3 separate regions of the Zea mays genome follow, and regions 1 and 3 are each linked to region 2. The links are chromatin contacts, called in public Hi-C maps. All regions are on one chromosome and are shown on one strand. The core of a region is the stretch at or near the end of the contact, and the rest is flanking DNA. Distances in the headings are between cores, read along the strand shown. Region 1 holds the start of LOC100285775 (protein binding protein). Region 2 holds the start of LOC100502288 (Lipid phosphate phosphatase 2). Region 3 holds the start of LOC100275237.

Region 1 (4,480 bases), core at 158-2,657, 150 kb before region 2:
CAATAAGACAATAAGTACAAAAAATACTATCACCTTAAATACTTTTGTATATGAATCCAAATATAGCATGCATTGGGTAAAAATATACGTTTTTTTGCTAAATTATTAGTCAAAGATTTAAAATATTGACTTTTCCAAATACATGCACGCCTGGGATGGAGGGAGTGATAAGCTAATCTATGCTGGCTATAAAACTTCTCTGTGTGTAATCGAATTCTGCTACTACGCACCTCCATTGTTGGCACACTAATATAAATGCCCATGTCAATACACGGGTCACGGCTGTACCACCGATATCATTGTGCCTGTTAAGGCACCGGTTGAGTTAACAATTCCCACGAAGGCCTCCATCTCACGTCACGTTTAGAGCACGGAACGAGCAAGTCAACCACTTCCAACTCTCACCCATCCGTCCAGGGGAGTTACCGAACAGCGTACAGCCAGTTACCACGCACGCATCACACGCAGAAACATGTGAGATGACCACGCGCTTAACGACCCTGAACTTCGCAACCAACTGCCGGAGTCGGCATCCCTGAACTTCGCCACCAACCGCCAGAGTCGGCAGGGCATGGAACGGATGCGGCTGATGCGTGTAAGCAAGCGCGAGACGGCGAGAGGCAGAGTGCAAGCGTCTGTCTGCGTGCAATGCAATGGTGTGCCGTACCTCTTCCTCGAGGCCTCCGGGGGAGTAGCGGTACCCGCGCATCCGACGGAGGCGGCCGGAGGGGATCAGATCGGCCCCGAAGAAGGGGGCGTCGAGGTGCGGCGGCGGCGAGTCCATGAAGGGCGAGGATATCTGCTCCTGCACGGTCGCCCTCCGGGACATGCACGGCCTCTGTGGTTCGGGTAGAGCTCATCAAGACAGCAGAACATGGAAAAGATTCCACTTGCATATATACATATAGAATAAAACAAAAAGAATTCGGGAAAGAACCCAGAGAACAAAGAACGACCAATCGCGTTGACCCTTTGAACAGTATTGATAACCGTCCGTAATCACAGTTGTCGAGATTAAATAGGGAATTAATAGCATTAATCAAATTTTGAGGGGGGGGGGGGGGGGGGGCGGGGCAGAAATGCTGTGAACCTGACAAAAAAGCACGCTACGATCGCAGAAGGAAAAGAAAAGGATGCGTAATTATTTCAAACGAACAACGGCGGCCCCCAGCCACAGGGAACGACTGAATCCTTTGAAAACGAAGGAAATCCGTTAGCAGAAGCGAGGAAGCCGTGGACGCACCTCTCTGTGGGACCTCTCCCCCTCGGCGCCGCGGCCGCCCCTCCCCACCGTCTGGTGCCGCGCCACCACGCAGTCCACCGAGGACGCCTCCGCGGCGAAGGGTATCCCGGGTGCGCACCACACATCGGCGCCGATCCCACCGGTGACGAGGCCTCCGCCCGCTCCCGCTCCGCCGCCGCCACGCTCCTTCCTCCTGTCCTTGCCCCTCCTCCGCCGCCGCCCGTGCCAGTCCGCCGACGACCGCAAGGCCGCCGCCGCGGCCGCTCCGGGCGCGTACGCCTTGGACGCCGCCGCCGACGTGCAGCCCAGGCCGCGCAGCGCCGCCGAGGCGAACCCCTTCCTTCTCCCCTCCTCCGGCGCCGGCGCTGGCGGCGGAGGCGGAGGCGAGGAGGCCTCGCCGCGCGGATGCAGGAGGAGGCGCCGGATCCCCCGCCGGCGCTCTGCCGTGGACGAGCGGTCCCCTGACATGGCCTCCTGTCCTAGGCCTCGGCTTCCCTCCCCTGGCTGGCGCTTGCTCGCCGGGCCCGTGGCGGTGATGAGGGGGCGGCAGTAAATAGTTGTGGCAGACTGGCAGCAGTGTGGTTGAATCGACGCGTCTGCCTGTGCGGCTGCGGCGTAGTAGTAGCCTAGTAGGAGCAGCAGTGCGAGGGGATGGTGTGGGCGTGGGCCTCCCAGTCGTTCCATCGGTTAGGACCGACTAATCAACATCGTAGACCGACTTATCAAGGCGAGTTACCAATTAATCAGCAAGGAACACTGGTAAGCCGACAGGCCGAGTAGGAGCTAGGTTTTGGGGTTTTTTCCCTTTTCGTTTGAAATCTTTTAAAATAGGAGTGACACTTGCAATATATGATAATAACAGTTCGTGTTGTTCCTATTTTCAGGGATGTCGGTCCGGTTTAGAAACACGTGGACAACATATATTCCAGATTCAAGTACAAGTATTATAAGAAACTGTGGAAGTGGGTGGTGCTACACGTTTCAAGCAACACCTTGCATCGTGTGGGGGATGTACAAGGTTGTCACAACGTTCCACCAAACATTGTAGATTACTTTCAACGGGAACTTGATAAGGTCCATGATAAAAGGAAAGAAAGAGTAGCGGAAGAGGCAAGAAGTTGCAAGTGGTGGATTCGCATCATGGTTCCGATGATGATGATGATGATGATGATGATGATGATGGATGATGATGATGTTGATGATGATGATGAGTTACAGGGCGCAATGCGTGTGTCGAGAGAGGAGGAGGAGCTTAGGAGGCGTGCTCGCGTGAGCGGTTGCACGTATGAGACGGGTGGTGGCTCATCCTAAGGTGGTATCCTTGGTGTGTTTGGGAGAATATGTTCTAGGAAGGAGAAGCCATATATGGTTTAGATAAGGATTGATACAGGTCCATTCTCTAAGGCAGGAAAGAATGTGGTCCATTTTGTTGGTTAGCGGTGGGCTAAGTGGTTCCATGCGGAGGTGATTCCAGGGCATAAAGCTAAGTAGCTAACAGTCCATATTTCATCAATGCATTAAGAGAGACGCAAAAACATGGTGAGTGTGGATCCATAGTTTATCATTGTCAATCAATGTCGTACATTTCTCTCATTTATATTGTACCTAACTTGTAGGTGATGGGGTCCAATATCCGAAAGGCTATTTGATTGGCAATCGTTACTTCTTACTTAGACGAGAATGAGAAGGAATTGCAGGTTGATTTTACGAAGTTCAAGGAGCACTGGACAACATATGGACTTACCATCATGTGCGACTCATGGACACTGGACAGGACCAACCCAAATGTCAGTGATTAATTTCATGTTATTTTCCAATGATGTTATGTTCTTCCATAAATCGGTGGATGCAACTAGTAAATCCCAGGATGCGAACTACCTATACAAGATAATTTCATTATTGTTTTATGGTTGGTTGAATGCTATTCTACGTGCCTCTTATTGTTCTAATTTGGATGATACATGTAGGAAATCATGGACATCGTAACCGAAATTGGTCCAGAGCATCTGGTCCAAATTATCACTGATAATGGCGTGAGCTACAAAAAGGCATGTCGTATGGTAGTCGCGAAGCATCCTACTATTGTGTGACAGCCATGTGTCGCTCATACCATAAATTTTATGTTGAAGGAGATTGGAAATTTTCTTGAGCATGATGTTGTGATTGAAAGTGCTAGGCAGGTATCATGGTTTCTATACACCATAACAAGCTACATTCCATGATGAAGGAGGCAATTGGTGGGGAATTGGTTCATCGGAATGCCACTAGGTTTGGAACAAATTATGCTTTCTTAGATAGCTTTCTTCATCGGAAGGACAAGTTCATGGTATGGATGGGTTGTCAGGGATTCCTACAAAGCAAGTTTAGTAGTATGCCAGAAGGGAGGTACTGTCGGTGTTTTGGGTCCGACCGCGCACCCGGGGTTACCCCTCGAGGTGCTTTTTGGAGTAGGACGCAGTTACCGACTGTAGCTCGATGGTTCGTGCGGGATGCACGAGAGGCAGTGGACAATTTTGTACAGGTTCGGACCGCTTTGAGATGTGTAACACCCTATGTCCTGGCGTGAGTACTTTATATGGAGGATTACAAGAGAGCTCTCTGGTGTTATGGACGTAGAGAAACAGATGGAGGGCTAAGTAATGAGATGTGCCTTCGAGGGGGTGCCTCCTATGCCTTATATACTTGACCGTGGGGCGTTACATGTAGATATGATAACAATGCGAGCCTAAGTAATAGTAAACCGACTGAGCCTATCTTCCTATAATCCAGCCGATCTTCCCATGCCTCGTTCCGATGTATGAGGCCCCTACGCGGGAAGGTCGGGTCTCTGTTGTGATCGCAATTCAAACTCATCGGACCGTCTAGGCCTGCGCCGATCCGACCTTGTGTCAAACTGCTTCTCTAGACGTTCTTCCTCAGACCCACGAAGGAATGACCTTGAGAATTATTGGGCTCACGGGCCTTTCGTGAGGTCTTTCATCCTTTCAGTGGATCCGGGGGATATCCGTCCCCCACAGGTACAATTATGAAACCCTTACAAGCCTGTCATGGTGGGAACAATTGAAGTATGTGGTTGATGCAACTAAGCCATAATTTGGTTTTTTTCGCTTCGCTGATGAGGACAAGAAGGGAGCACTTAGTGAGGTGCTTCTACAATATACCTTAGTGAAATCTCAGCATGAAAGTTTGTTCCAAGGTCATACGAGCGAGTACAAAAAGTACGTGAAGGTGATACAA
Region 2 (4,406 bases), core at 753-3,252:
CTGGACTGTGATTCTGAAAGTGTTCTACTCGCGTGTGCCAAGAGACAGGCGTTCTCCCCTTCTTAACCTTTCGCGGAAGGGAGCTGAAGGAGAAGGGTCTCGCATGCGGCACGCCAAGAGACGGGCAACTGAAAGGAGGGTCTCGCATGCGGCACGCCAAGAGATAGGCAACTAAAAGGTTTTAACCCAGAGTTGAAACTCTCGCGGTTAATGAGTGCTAAAAATTAACACAACCCCGCCACGCCTCGCTCGCACACCGCCACGCCGGGCCCGGCCGGCGGCGCGCGCGCGTGGCATGGCCTTGTTCGTTTCTTGACTTCTCAAATTAAGTGGAATAATTTATACCATATAAGTCAAACCAACGACACTTGGACTTCCAATATGGTACTATTGGTATTCTCCTCCATTACACACCATAAAATTTATTAAATAAATTGGCCCAGCCTATAAAAGATCCAACAGTATAACATCGTTAGAGTGAACCAGTTAGATGCATATGTTTTGCTACAATTTCTATATATCACATATAGATCTTTTAAAATAGAATATTTGTTGAAACACATTCCAACATATCAATAGCTAAGAAATCTCATAGTATCTACTCCCTACTGTTTCTTTTAGTTGTCATATTATCATTTTTGCCAAAGTATCTAAAAGCAAGTCACTCGTATGATTGAAGGGATTTTTGGACGGCATTGCTCTTGCATGCAGCCGAGGTGGAAATTTAATCCAACGTGTATTTATGTTAAGGCTGTATGCAACGCACTCCACTCCCATCAATCACGCGTGCATGGAGAGTACCCACACGCTCTACTCCATGCAGATGCAGCATTTAAATGAAATGCCGCTTTACAGAAACTGCAAGAGCGCGCACACGAAAACGCAAAAAGCCGTGCAAAAAAACCCAGTTATGCGAGCTGCAAAAAAAAAAAGGTTACAGTCTTAGAGCAACTCCAATAGTTATGTAAATTTTAGCTCTCTAAATCACAGATTTAAGAAGTTGCTAAATGGCTATTGGAGTAAAAAAATGTGAGTTTTCCAATAGTTCTCTAAATATAGGTTGTAATTTTGTTTTGTATTTATCCACGTAAAAAATAAATCACAAAAACTATATAATGCAGTCAACATTTTTGTTTAGTGAGTTGTTAAATGGTTGCCAAATGTAGAAAGAAAATGAGGTTAGATGACAAGTTGTTAAATTTAGAAAGTTCATTTAGAGAACTGTTGGAGAATAGTTTTCATGTTAACTACCTAAATTATTGATTTAGGAAGTATTTTAGAGAATCACTGGAGTTGCTCTTACAGTGACGCGGACCGCAGACCGCGGACGCGAAGTTTCGAACCCACGCCTAAGACGAGAGAAAATTTCTAGTCAACTCAATCAATCTGACTCTGACCTCTGTCTTTGAATAAATGCACTCCTCTCTCCTCATACTTCGATGAGCCAACAAAGCTTATAGTTATATTTGACTTATGATACTAAATACATATCAACGAATTAATAATTTTTTATTATAATAATAAAGTTATTTGGATATACAAATATTAATATTATTTTCTATAAATTCACTTAAGTTTGAGATTAATCGACTCCCTTAAGTATGTAGTATGTGACGTGTATCTATATTTTGTAACGGGGGAGTACGTTGTCTAGCAGGGCGTACCCAAACCACACATACCACGGCCCAATACCAGATAGAAGCCCATGGGCCAAAGTAGCGGACGCCAAAACTACATCAGTGGTATACGCATATTCATTCCTGCCAGCCTGACTCCTCCCGTAGTCCCATCCCAGGTCCCAACTGCCAACTCCCAGGTCAGGTACCTCCTTCCCCAGGCAGCCGCGTAATCCCTCGATGGGGACGACGGACGAGACGGTCATACTTCAACTGCCGCGTCCCCGAATATTGGCTATTTTCCAACCGGCGGCGCAGCCGGTGACGCGCAGGCGGGCGGGTTCATCTGACCCTTCGTCGACTCGTGGCAGATGTGACTTTCTGAGGCCGGTGTGCCTGGACGGTTTCGTCCATGGCGTGCGCAGTGCGCACTCGCATCGCATGGTATTAATAGTCATTGCAAGCCAAGAGGAGACTAGAAAAGAGAAGGTGGAAGAACAGCAGGAGAGTCGGAGGAAGCAAGCTTGCCCATACGCTGGTACTTATGTGCTGATACTACTGCAGCCGCGCTGCGAGAGAAGAGGAGTGGGAGCACGTGGAGCCAAAGGGGCGATTCTTTGCTTGGCCTTCATTTCTCGCCTCTTCCGCATCTCGAGTTGTCGTGATTAACAAGACAGCAAGACCTCGGCGGCGGCAAACAGTCGAGCACCTGCGAGCGTCTCTGCCACCGGGTATATAGCTTTGTCTCGGTTGTTAGGTCGCCAATAATTAGTTTCCTGCTGCTCCTCTTGCTTGTTTGAACGGTTGCTTGATGTGCTTACGTCTACGCATTTTGGTTTTGATTTATTGCTCTGCTTCCATCACAGATTCTTAATTGGTTAATGCTCCTGAACATGCCTCTTGCCTCAGGAGTATCTAATGAATTCAATAATTCTGAAGGTTTTGGGTGAAATCATAAGTAATATACTTACTACATCTGACAAGAATTTAGTCATACTGCAGAACTATTTTCCATGACTTAAAGTTGCACAAGTTTGTAGACGATAATAAAGCCTTAGCTCTTGTCTGCTAGTTTCTAAGAATATAAAGGCACAATTAGCTCTTGTCTCTAGTTTATTGTAGTCCTTAATACCTCTTCGATATGAGGAAACTGAAATCCTTACAGTTGTCAGTGTACATGTCTAGTTGGTTCGACAAATCGTGTATTGAATTTCCGATTCAATAAGTAGATTTCGTAAATTTGTCCGGTTAACAATTTCAGGACTCAAGAGGCAATGCCAGCACCAGCCCCACCAATTCGTCTGGGACCTCCGACTCCCTATATATCCTCTCATGGATCCAAAGTTGCACGCCTACACATGTATGACTGGATTGTGCTAATTCTTTTAGCTGTATTGGATGGAGTTCTTAATATAATAGAACCCTTCCATCGCTTCGTCGGATCAGAAATGATGACAGACCTCAGATACCCCATGAAGGGCAATACAGTGCCATTTTGGGCTGTGCCGGTAACATACTGTTCTCTTTTGGTTTTACCCTGTCAATTTCAATGAACCTCTTAAATAAGTTTTCTTAATATCATGCTTGTTCAGATAATTGGTATCATTGGGCCTATGGTTATCATAACAGTGATATACTTTAAGAAGAGAAATGTATATGATCTGCATCATGCCATACTAGGTACATTCACTTTCTCGCCAGATTCACTATTCTACTTTATCAATATTACTTATTCTGAAATCTAACTTGTCCTGGCAGGTCTCCTATTTTCAGTACTTATTACTGCTGTTTTAACTGATGCGATAAAGGATGGTGTTGGGCGACCACGTCCTGATTTCTTCTGGCGTTGCTTCCCTGATGGAAAACCTGTAAAACTCCTAACTTTTAGTCAAACCTTGATAATAACTCACTTGAAGCCCTTGTGCAATTACATTGCATTTGAATTGTATAAGAAATCTTATGAATTTACTTGGCCTTTAGGAGTATAACAACTTTACTACAGGCGCCATATGCCATGGCCAGGCGAGTGTTATTAAAGAAGGTCATAAAAGCTTTCCAAGTGGTCATACTTCATGTAAGTGACATTATTCTTTACAAATATAGGGATTAGTCCCATGTTATTAGAGCTAACTGTTTGGGACATGTCCTATTTTATGACGTGCTAACTACCTCCTCAGCAGTTTAGTGAATATAATAATTGATGCCTCCTTTTCTAGGTTCTGATCTAAATCAGCTAATTGTATGGGACAAGGTGTTTAATATGTTTTGTATACAATATATTGTTTATCAAGTTCTCAAGAAACAAATGTATTGATGGTTTTTCCATTTCTATCTGCCCATGTGATCCTTTTAGCCCTTTATGTCAAATACTGCATTCTTCCTTCACTCTTCCATTGAGTACGGATTAAAAGTTGCAGTCAGCTTGACACAAAATATTGCTGCTGCAAGTGATAGTATGAAATTTTAATAGACATAAGTGTTACAAGTTTGTGGACAAATATAGGACCTACAACTAATAAAAATTGCTTACCTTTGTTGTGTCTGTTTATTCTCGTATTTAAATCAATTACTCATATAAATGCTTTGTAATCTTTATCTGATTGTGATAAACCTATGCCCCATTCATACTTTTTATCCTTTGGGTTGCACCTTTATGCATATTTGACATTTGTTTAGTTAAAACCTTAGCTCGAGTCATGTGTTAACATGGAAATCAATTATACTCATCGCTTCTGGCATATATGTACACGAGGTCTGCATAGTGGCACACATTATGCAGTGTACCTTGTT
Region 3 (4,121 bases), core at 597-3,096, 190 kb before region 2:
GCTATTATTATTATAGTTCCATATGGATTAAAGAAGATTAGTATAAATTGAGAGAGATTTTTGCCTTAAACTCCCTCAATTCCCTTTAATCTATATAGATTGAGGTTGAAACCAACATTCCTAAGTAGGGGAGGCTGGCCGCTGGGTGACTCGCCCCCACTTCATTTATTAAATACATCGCCAGTGGTCTGTCGTTTAATAATGGATTGAAAAACCCCTTAAATGCACGCATGTTTTTCTTTACTGGCGAGAATCGAATGAATCAACGATAAGTACGTTACGTTGACCAGCAACGGATTCATACTTCACCAGACTTCACTCTACTTCTAAGAGAAAATTATAATAAAAGGTTATAAGTTGGCTAAATACTGAGCTAGAGGATAGAAAGGAGAAGTGGGCTAAATATCATTAGGACATGTACAACATTAAGATAGTGGTTCATTTTTTCAATTACAAAATACACTTAAGAGACTGCATGATACAATCTTAAGACACTAGATCATAAATATAGTTAAGAGACAATATGTCTGGTCTTGTGCAGAGACGAACTCTCAGCGAATAGTGGTCTCTTATATTTTTTTTCAATTAGTCCTAAAAAAACTCTCAAGATACCCCATGTTAAATGGTTTGTCCATGCCCTTATGAGGCTACAAGATCCTTATAACCAGCTGCCAGCTGTATTATTAAATTTGCGCTAAGCCGTATCAGATTTCAGTCAACGTATTAAGCTGTATCAGTGTTAAGTGGAAAATAATCCTGTTGTTTGGCACAATGATTAAAGGTAAAAGTGATAATGCAGCTGTTGGTGTGCGATTGAGGAGCGAGTCTGTGAGTGTACACTAGGAAAATAACACTAGAACAATGCAGTCGACACCTGCCACCTGGTAGGATCGGCGTGACGAAACCATTTTGGTTTCGCCAAAACCAGTTCCTGGATTAGAGCAAAACAAAGCCGAGAAGGAGCAAATGAGCGAGGAGAGACCGCCGAAACAGCGGCATACCCATCCTCCTACTTGGCAGATGCTCTCCACCTCTAGATATGGTTTACAACTTACAACAAAATCGGCAAATCGCAGAGGAGAGGGGGAAAGAAAAAGAGCAGAAGACGACGGTGACAAAAAGAAAAATGTCAGTAACTGACTAAACTGGCGCTACCTCCGCCCCCGATCCGACGCCGGCGGCGAGGCAGTCCGGCCGACACGCGGCGAGGGCCGCGTCCCCTCCCGCCCCATTGCGCGCCCGCGGGCGCCGCCCTGCAGGAACTCCCCGGCCTCGGCGTCCGAGAACGACGAGGACCCACCCGGCGCGAGCCGCCGCCGGGGCCGCCGCCGCCGCGGCCTCCACGTGCCGCAGCACCGGCGCGCGACGCGGAGCGGGGCGCGCGCCACGCAGCAGAGCACGGTCACGGGGAGGCAGGCGCACAGCACGCAGCACGCCGCCGCGCACTCCGCCACCGCCGCGCCGCTCCCGGTGGCGTCCTCGGGGGGCGCTGCCGGGGACACGCCGGGCCCACGCGGGCCGCCTCCGCCGCCTCCCTGCCGCTTCTTCGTCTTGGCATCGCTGCGCTCCTTTTTGCTGCGCGCCGCCGCCGCCGGCTCGGAGTCCATGCCCTCGTCCACTTGCGTTGCGTTGCGTTGCGTTCCTACCTTGCCTTGCTTTCGCTTCCGGTGCGGGCGATTCGCGTAGGACAGGCGTGGGGGTGGTCGTGGCCTCGTGGCTCCTGGCGTGGGAAGGAGGTAGGGGGAGGCCGGTGCCGGGAGGGGACTAGGGACGCTGCTGTCTTGTGCTGTCTGATGTCTGTTGCTTTTCGCATATTTTTTTTACATTCGGTAGGGAGGCATCTTCGTGCGTCCGGCTCCGGCGCGGATGTACTTTAATCTTCTTTTTTAAAATCTCTGAGCCGATACAAAATCTGATTCTCTTTTTTTTTCTCTCGTTGGGATACTATTTTTTTCTCCGTCTAAAACAAAATACATAATAAAATTTCGGTTCGAATTTTGGCTAGTTATTCGCCAGAATCTGGCCTTGTGGTTTACTAGCCGAAAGCTCGTCTGAGAAGTGAGACCGCACGACCGCGAAAGCATTCGCACTCTGAGGAACCTCGTTCCGTGCTAATTATAGCCGTTCGGCAAAACAAAAACAAAAAACAAAGGAGGCGCTAACGGCAGAAGCATTTTTTAATAGCAGATGGATGGGCTGGATGGCTTGCCGTTGCACCCAACAGTTGGGCGTCGGTTCGTGCAACGCAGCTGGTATTTTATCGGGTCAAAACGTGGTCGCCTCTCAGATGGAAGTACACAGCGGATGGTAGGGGTGAAAACGGGTAGGGTACCCGAAACGGGTACCGGATACGGATACTCATTCGGGACCATTTTTCGGATACGGATACAGGTATTTTTATATTCGGGACGGATACGGGTAATACCCGGATAGTACAGCTTCGGATTCGGGTCGGATACGGAACGAGTACTACCCGGTAAATACCCGGATATTCGGGTCGGATACGGGTACCCGGAATTCGGGTACCCGTTTTTTCTTTTTCTGCATAATAATATAGTTATAAAATCATAACTTTTACATATGAAATCGGATGAAGATAAAGTTTATATGAAAATTGTAGAGCTCGAAGAGATCTATAACTTTGTAGTACAACACATTTTTGTTTAAACATATATTTAGGCCAAAATCATTGAAATAATGTCTAAATTTATATCAAAATAATAGACTTTAACATGAAAATGTGGGGACTTAAGATTATCTCCATGTGGGAACTTAGAATTATCTTTTTATAAACTATTTATTAATATTGGTAACTTATTCGCAATTTCCGGTCGACACTACAATATTTTTATGAATTTAATTGTATTTTGATGATTTTCTACAACAAGAAATTAATAATACACCAAATAGCCTAAAAAATTCATCAATTTTTACTGGGACACAACATATATCTACATATAGTTCTAAAAAAACATTTGGATTATAAAATCCACAAGATGTTGGTGTTTCTTCCATTCCACTCCCACTTATTGCGTGAGTTACACTTGAAATCATTTTATGTATCGACGTTTCAACATAATTAATATTTCATTTATCATTTTCATGTGGCGACTTGAGGTTTTATTTGAATAGAATGAGACCATAAAATTCACAGGATGTCAACGTTTTTTCTATTTTATTTCCACTTATTGCGTGAGTTACACGTGAAATCACTCTAAGTATCCAAGTTTTAACATAATCAATACTTCACTTTACCATTTTTATGTGGGAACTTGAGATTATATTCTATTAAATGTTTATTAGTATTAATTTACTTGCAATTTCGTGATCGAACAAGAATATTTTATGATAACCAATTAATGAATTATCCGACAAGTATCCGATATCCGATCAAATAATATCCGTATCCGTCACTTATCCGCCCGGATAAATATCCGGTCCCTGTATCCGTATCCGTCCCGTTTCTAACTATCCGTATCCGATCCCGAATCCGTTTTAAATACATTAGGGTAGGATATAGGATGAGCTACTATCCGTCCGTATTCGCCCGTTTTCACCCCTAGCGGATGGTATTCAATTCAATTCATTTCTTTCGATTGGATCCAATTATTTGTGGGAGTGCGCTCGCGGGACCGGCCGGGCCGCCGGGGAGTACACGGGTGCATCAAATAAGCGGGGCCCGCACGAGGGTCCGTTTCGCCGTCGAATCCACCATGATGGGCGATGGCGATGGCGATGTTGCTGGCTGCCAGGCGCTTCTCGCTATGGGCAGTATCACTACCACTACCACAGGGTATATACCTTCAGCTGAGCTCTTTGATCGTACAGTGCAAGTAAAAGTTTGGCCACTTGGCCTTGCTCCTTTGGATGAGGATCAAGACTTGGCCCCGCTTTGGTCGTCCACAGAAAAGCGGAGAGCAAGGTAGGTCTGCTGCTGCTGCTTCTCTGATCCTCGTAGAAAAAAAGCAGACAAATAGGGTCGCTTCGCGGCGTTAGGCTATCCACACTCATACAACTCTAAATTTCTACCCTAAAAGGAATATTCTGTCCTTATCAGCAAAATTCTTTACTCTATACTAAAATTCTCCGCAGTCATATCTACTCCATATCTCAACTCTATA

Evidence for each region. Hi-C and Micro-C count contacts between places; a contact is called where the count stands out from the background.
Region 1: a contact with region 2 is called in a Hi-C map of leaf, with 6 times the contacts expected there. The contact joins the promoter of LOC100285775 here to the promoter of LOC100502288 in region 2. A contact is called at or near these places in 4 of 25 Hi-C or Micro-C datasets (ear, leaf and tassel).
Region 3: a Hi-C map of leaf shows a contact between it and region 2, with 7 times the contacts expected there. The contact joins the promoter of LOC100275237 here to the promoter of LOC100502288 in region 2. A contact is called at or near these places in 4 of 25 Hi-C or Micro-C datasets (ear, leaf and tassel).

Annotation. Positions count from the first base shown.
Region 1 is chr8:156,248,847-156,253,326 of Zm-B73-REFERENCE-NAM-5.0, forward strand. It overlaps LOC100285775 (protein binding protein), which reads right to left and starts at 1,408. Exons shown (of 5, transcript NM_001361371.1): 1 at 1,244-1,408; 2 at 668-838. The coding sequence starts at 829. LOC103636196 (a long non-coding RNA gene) reads left to right here and starts at 1,236. Exons shown (of 4, transcript XR_002264373.3): 1 at 1,236-2,002; 2 at 2,128-2,782; 3 at 2,860-3,030; 4 at 3,211-3,324.
Region 2 is chr8:156,393,585-156,397,990 of Zm-B73-REFERENCE-NAM-5.0, forward strand. It overlaps LOC100502288 (Lipid phosphate phosphatase 2), which reads left to right and starts at 2,003. Exons shown (of 8, transcript NM_001196765.1): 1 at 2,003-2,347; 2 at 2,878-3,124; 3 at 3,209-3,296; 4 at 3,375-3,484; 5 at 3,597-3,690. The coding sequence starts at 2,891.
Region 3 is chr8:156,207,015-156,211,135 of Zm-B73-REFERENCE-NAM-5.0, forward strand. It overlaps LOC100275237, which reads right to left and starts at 1,847. Exons shown (of 1, transcript NM_001149372.1): 1 at 962-1,847. The coding sequence starts at 1,607. The coding sequence ends at 1,152.